2 separate regions of the Macaca mulatta genome follow, and region 2 is linked to region 1. A link is a contact called in public Hi-C data. All regions are on one chromosome and are shown on one strand. Each heading gives the region's core, a stretch centred on a gene start, on an enhancer-like site or on the middle of the called end of the contact. The rest is flanking DNA. Distances are from core to core; before and after follow the strand shown. Region 1 holds the start of MTF1 (metal regulatory transcription factor 1). Region 2 holds the start of YRDC (yrdC N6-threonylcarbamoyltransferase domain containing).

The links. Hi-C and Micro-C count contacts between places; a contact is called where the count stands out from the background.
Region 2: a contact with region 1 is called in a Hi-C map of liver, with 4 times the contacts expected there. The contact joins the promoter of YRDC here to the promoter of MTF1 in region 1. A contact is called at or near these places in 3 of 14 Hi-C or Micro-C datasets (CD4 T cells, cortical neurons and liver).

Annotation. Positions count from the first base shown.
Region 1 is chr1:202,926,156-202,928,880 of T2T-MMU8v2.0, forward strand. MTF1 (metal regulatory transcription factor 1) reads left to right here and starts at 1,365. Exons shown (of 11, transcript NM_001257795.1): 1 at 1,365-1,404. It overlaps INPP5B (inositol polyphosphate-5-phosphatase B), which reads left to right. Exons shown (of 25, transcript XM_015135734.3): 25 at 1-224.
Region 2 is chr1:202,980,515-202,983,228 of T2T-MMU8v2.0, forward strand. It overlaps YRDC (yrdC N6-threonylcarbamoyltransferase domain containing), which reads left to right and starts at 1,254. Exons shown (of 5, transcript XM_002802325.4): 1 at 1,254-1,670; 2 at 2,250-2,364; 3 at 2,488-2,607. The coding sequence starts at 1,282. C1H1orf122 (chromosome 1 C1orf122 homolog) reads right to left here and starts at 1,393. Exons shown (of 3, transcript XM_028835796.2): 1 at 1,156-1,393; 2 at 736-937; 3 at 10-490. The coding sequence starts at 783. The coding sequence ends at 395.

The DNA.
Region 1 (2,725 bases), core at 115-2,614:
TTGAGCATAGGAGCTTGAGGCTGCAGTGAGCTATGAACACATCACTGTACGCCAGCCTGGGTGAGAGAGGGAGACCCCGTCTCTAAAAATGTAAAATCACTGAAAAAATGAGTGTTCGGTGAAACAAGTGGGATTTTCTGGGTCAGCAAGTCTTCCAAACTGTATATAATGCTTCCCGTCTCCGTGTGTAATATATTTTAATGATAAATGTATTTTTAACAGTGGTGGTTGTATATGTTTTTCTCTCTTAAGAGACGGCAGTTCGCTGCAGCTGGACTTTGTGGCTCAAGCCTTGGGGCCAAAGAGATATATTCCTGGCAGTCTGGTGGGTACCGGTCACTATTCACATATTTCCAGCAAGAAATGGTTATGGCACTGGCCTGAACCCCTTGACCCCTGGTCTAGTCTTTGGAGTTGTCCCACTCTGAATATTCGAGAGAAGCAGCTTATGGTTAAAACAGGCAGTGGCAGCTGGGAGGATCTAACAGCTAGATCCTCCAGGCATTTGGAAAGGACAGGGGCATAACGAAGGCACATGCAGAATCGCTTCCTGGGTACGAATGCCCACTACTGGGCACTGTAAAATGGGTTTAAGACACGGGCCAGCAGAACAATGTGAAAGGTTAAAGAAGGGAGTGGCCGGTAGGTGGCGCTAACTGGCCCGGGCATGAGTCCCGCCGAAGCTGCGTCCTCTTGCAGGGGAAGAAAGTTGGGACCGCCAGCCTGGGCCAGAGTGTGAGAAGACAGCTGGGCGTCCTAGGCAAGCGCGTGAGAAGGGAAGAGGCGGTGGCGTCCTCTCTAGCTGGGCTCAGAATACTCTTAGTTCTGCCTTTGGGGTCTTGTCTTCCTTTCTGGGCCTCCCGTCTGTGTTAACTTTGATGGGTGCTGAAGGGAAGGCCGAGGCCCCGGCGGGAGAAACCTGGGCACGTCGCGGTCGTCCAGGCTCCCCTGGCGGGTTGGAGCCAGGGTTCCGACTGCCAACTGTGGTCCTTCCCGCTGCTGCTGTGGCTGCCAGGGCGAGGGCGGGCAGCGCAAACCTGGCTGAGGACATTTCGGATCCTTCCTTGGGGATTCGTTCCCTTCTCCTTGATTCCAGTGCCGCGAGGGCGACACCCTGCGGGCCGCCCGTGACACCCCGGGCGCTTCCCCACGCGAATAAACTCACCTTCTGGGCGCCTTCCCCTCGGTGCCCCGCCCCGCCCCTCCCGCTCGCCAATTGGAGGCTGCAGCTCAGCCCCCTGACAACCTGAGCCAACCAGAGGCGCCAGGGAGGGGCGGATCCGCTGTCCCCTCCTTCCTCCGGAAAGCGGAAGCGGAAGTGACGTTAGGGGAAGGTGGGGGCAATCATGGTGCCGCTGGGGAGGGGAGAAGCTGCTGCTGCCGCCGTTGCCGGGAGCCGCGGAGGTAAAAGGCGAAACTAGACTTGGCCTGGGCTTGGGACTTACCGGGGGGCGCGGGACTTAGGCTCCCTCCTGAAGCATTTCCCAATAGAGACCTCAGTCTGGTCACCATAGGGACCCCACCCCTTCTCCGTTTCCATGGGGATGGGTATCCAGCCCCCCTTTCCTGTTTCCATGGAGACCCGGACCCTGCCCCTCTCCTCGGTGCTTGGAGACCCCCAGCTTGTCTTCGGGTTTTTCTGTGTAGCGCTGTGCTGGGGGCTATCCCAGACAGGCTCCTTTTCCCAGCCTTCTCTCAAGGGGGCTCCGTTCGCACTCCTCGTTGGCTACCTTCAAACCTCCTGGTCTTGTTTGTTCCGGACAGTTGGTCTCCGCGTTGCCGCCGAGGGTGCCCGGGCAGCCCACTGGGGTCCTCGGTGCTCTCTTCTCTCTTCTCAGATGCAGCGAAATGTACATCTGTGGGGTTGCGTAAGCCAGAACTAGGGGTCGGGCCGGTACCTCCCGGATCCGATTCTTTGGCCTGTTTCTGGTAACTGTCTAGCCACCCCACTAAGTAAAGGCTCACTTTCTAACCCAGAGCAGAAGAGAAAGATAAAATGCAAAGCCAGACTGAAAACTAAAAGGGATGTGCTGATTATTTTAAAATTTTCTGTTCTGCCTGCCAGACCCACATTTGTAGAGCCTGTGTTTGCAGATGAAGGAAGAATCACTATTCCAGAACATGAAAGCTTCAAATGTGGTATTTTTCTCAAGAGAATGTATCTTCCCAAGATAGTATATCTTCACGAGAGAGTATGTCGCCATGTCTTTCATTCATTTAGCTGACATTTGTGTCAGTGTACTATGCTAGGGGCTGTAGAAACAAAAATAATAAGACTCAATTCATTCAGGGACGAGAGCCCACTATACAACCATAACTTCTTGTTAACACCATATTGGACATAAATAGATACAGTGATCTTCATTGTTTGTGCCTGACTGGGGATTAGCCCTTCAACCCAGAAGGTTGAAACATCTGTTCTAGGTAGGAGGGAAGAAATTCACACTTGTTCCTCTACTATTTACCAAACATTGTGCTTTACATATGTTGCCTCTTTTATTCCTTATAAAAACTTTGAGAGAACAGGAATTACTAGTCCCACCTTGCACATAAGAAAAATGAGGCACAGAAAAGTTACCCATGTAGTAAAAGGCAAAGCCAGGATTTGTAGGTAGATGACTCTGCCTCCAAAGCCTTGCTCCTTCTACCATAAACTACATGAAACCATTTACTGCTTCGTGGTCTGATTTGGAGGGCATTTGAGTGGAGTTTCTCTTAAGATTTG
Region 2 (2,714 bases), core at 4-2,503, 54 kb after region 1:
GGTCACCAGGAGAGTCTGCAGGTTTCCTTTTAATCAAGGCTCTGCTGAAGGTGTTTTGTGGGGCTAAAAGCCCCCAAAGCATGAAATGGACATGTAACATCACCTGGATCCCCCATAGCAGGCCAGACCACTCTGGCGAGCACTGCTGGTCTGCCCAAATCTGGGTAATCAGACTGGGTATTCATTGGCTACATTTCAAAGCACAGCACTGCTTCCAGCCAGGATGAAGTGGGAGTGAACCCAGCTGCTAGCAGAGCTGCCATTCCAGGCTGAGAGCCAGCCAAGTACCAGCCACTGCCAGTGAAGACTGGCCCCTTTACTGAAGGGAGTTGTTCAGAGTCCAGCCATCGGCCCTGGGGAGGGAGAGAAGTCAGGGCATCCGGCTTGGGGATGGTCAGGGCTCCGCAGCTCCATCGCCAGCATCCTTTGGAAAGCCGCCTCTGGTGGCGACAGCCGGCTGCGGGGGCGCTCCGGGTTTGGCTGAGACGTTCTAGTTGGAACAGAAAGGAAAAAAGTGAGGCTGGGAGGAAAGGCCTTGGATTAGGCCCCACAAGGATATGGCCATTTGGCATTTGGATAGTATTAACTTTTTCGAAACCTCTCACCACATCAACGGAGGTTAGGGACAAAGCAGTGGAGAGATACTTCCCCTCTCCAGGGTAAGCTAGGGCTTGGCCAGCCTAGCCAGTGGGCAGACCCCACCCCACCCCGGCCCAGCCCAGGGTGGGCACTAACCCCGCCACCAGCCGGCTCCGGGCGCCGGCGGCCCAGCTGCCGTAACATCTCCTCGCAGGCTGCGATGGTGTCCAGGAGCTGCCGCTGCCGCTGCTCCACCGCGTCCAGCAGCTGCTGGGCGCGCTCCTCCCGGGGCGCCTGCGGGGGTGGCCTCCCGCCGAGCCCCAGCCCCGCCTTCCCGCGGTCCACGCCGGCAGCCTCCCTGCCCGAGCAAGAGACAGACGGTCAGGGCCGGCGCTTGCGCGGGGCCGAGCCCCTTCCCCCCGCCCCGACGGGCCCCCTCTCACCCCCGTGACCAGTCTGAGCCCGGGCCCCATTCCATCTCCGCTTGCGCGGCCCGACCACCGCCCCCCTTTCGGCCGCCCCCCTCCCCAGCGCTGTGTTAGGGCTCCGCAAGGCCGGGCCCCGCCCCGTCCCCACCGGTCTCCTTCAATCCTCCTGGGGGTCGTGGTCCCTTTAAGCTGCCCGGCGCAGAGGTGGGGCCGAGTCTCCCGGACCGGAAGCTGGCTGGGAGCGTCACTTCCTCCCGGAAGCGGGCCTGGGCGGATGTCTCCGGCGCGTCGGTGCAGGGGGATGAGGGCCGCGGTGGCTGCCAGCGTGGGGTTGAGCGAGGGGTCCGCTGGCTCCCGGAGCGGCCGCCTCTTCCGCCCGCCGAGCCCCGCTCCGGCGGCCCCCGGGGCCCGGCTGTTGCGGCTCCCGGGGAGCGGGGCCGTGCAGGCCGCGAGCCCGGAGCGCGCCGGCTGGACCGAGGCGCTGCGGGCCGCCGTGGCCGAGCTGCGCGCCGGCGCCGTGGTGGCCGTCCCCACCGATACGCTATACGGTCTGGCCTGCGCGGCGAGCTGCTCGGCGGCTCTGCGCGCTGTGTACCGCCTCAAGGGTCGCAGCGAGGCTAAGCCTCTGGCCGTATGCCTCGGCCGCGTGGCCGACGTCTACAGGTGAGGCCGCCCCGACCCGGCCCCGCTGGGGGCGGCACCGCGGGAGGGGTTTCCGGTGACAGGCTTGGGAGACTGAGGCGCAGAGAGCGGGAGGGGCTTGTCCAGGCTTACCAAGGAATCCGGAACTGGAAGTGTGTACCGAGGACTTAACGTGCCCCAGGCCCTGAACTACATGCTGCTGAGAGGCAGCAACACACGAGAAAGGCGGGGGCCCTGTACCCTTGGCGCATTTGTACTAATCGGGGAGGCCCCCAGGAAAAAAGGAAAGAAACACAGTAGCTTAATTTAATAGCGAATGCCTTGTAGAAAATAAAACGTGGAGCTTGATCCCACCCACTATCACGGTAGCACAGCGGTGCAGCTGTTGTAGTCCCTCAGACCAGAGGCACATAGGCGCCAAGCCAGGGGTGCCCCTCTGGAGCCCTGCTTTCTGCTCAAGCTCTTAGGGAAGTGAAGCAGGGAGACAGGCGGCTCCCATTGTAAACTTGAAGGATTCCTTTCCTACGTGTGCCTAGAGTCTAGGAAAGGACCACCAGTGGTCCTTCATTTTGAATGGATTTATGCTCCTGTGTTTCCCAGATACTGCCGTGTGAGAGTACCCGAGGGGCTCCTGAAAGACCTACTGCCAGGACCAGTGACCCTGGTGATGGAACGCTCGGAGGAGCTCAACAAGGACCTAAACCCTTTTACGCCTGTGAGTCAAGTTTTCTCTTGTGTTTCCAGACTCCAGGCCACTTGGCTTTCACTAGGATCCAGATCAGACTTACCCTCTACCCCTTCCAACCTTTCTCATGATCCCCTTCCCCCTGCCTTATAGCTTGTAGGCATTCGGATTCCTGATCATGCCTTTATGCAAGACTTGGCTCAGATGTTTGAGGGTCCGCTTGCTCTCACTAGCGCCAACCTCAGCTCCCAGGCCAGTTCTCTGAATGTCGAGGTGAGTTTACCCAGTCCTTCCCCTGGAAATGTCACCAGCCCAAACACTGTTTCCTGTGAATCAGTGGCATTGATAGTGCACTGGGATTGCCAGGCGTGAGAGTCCTT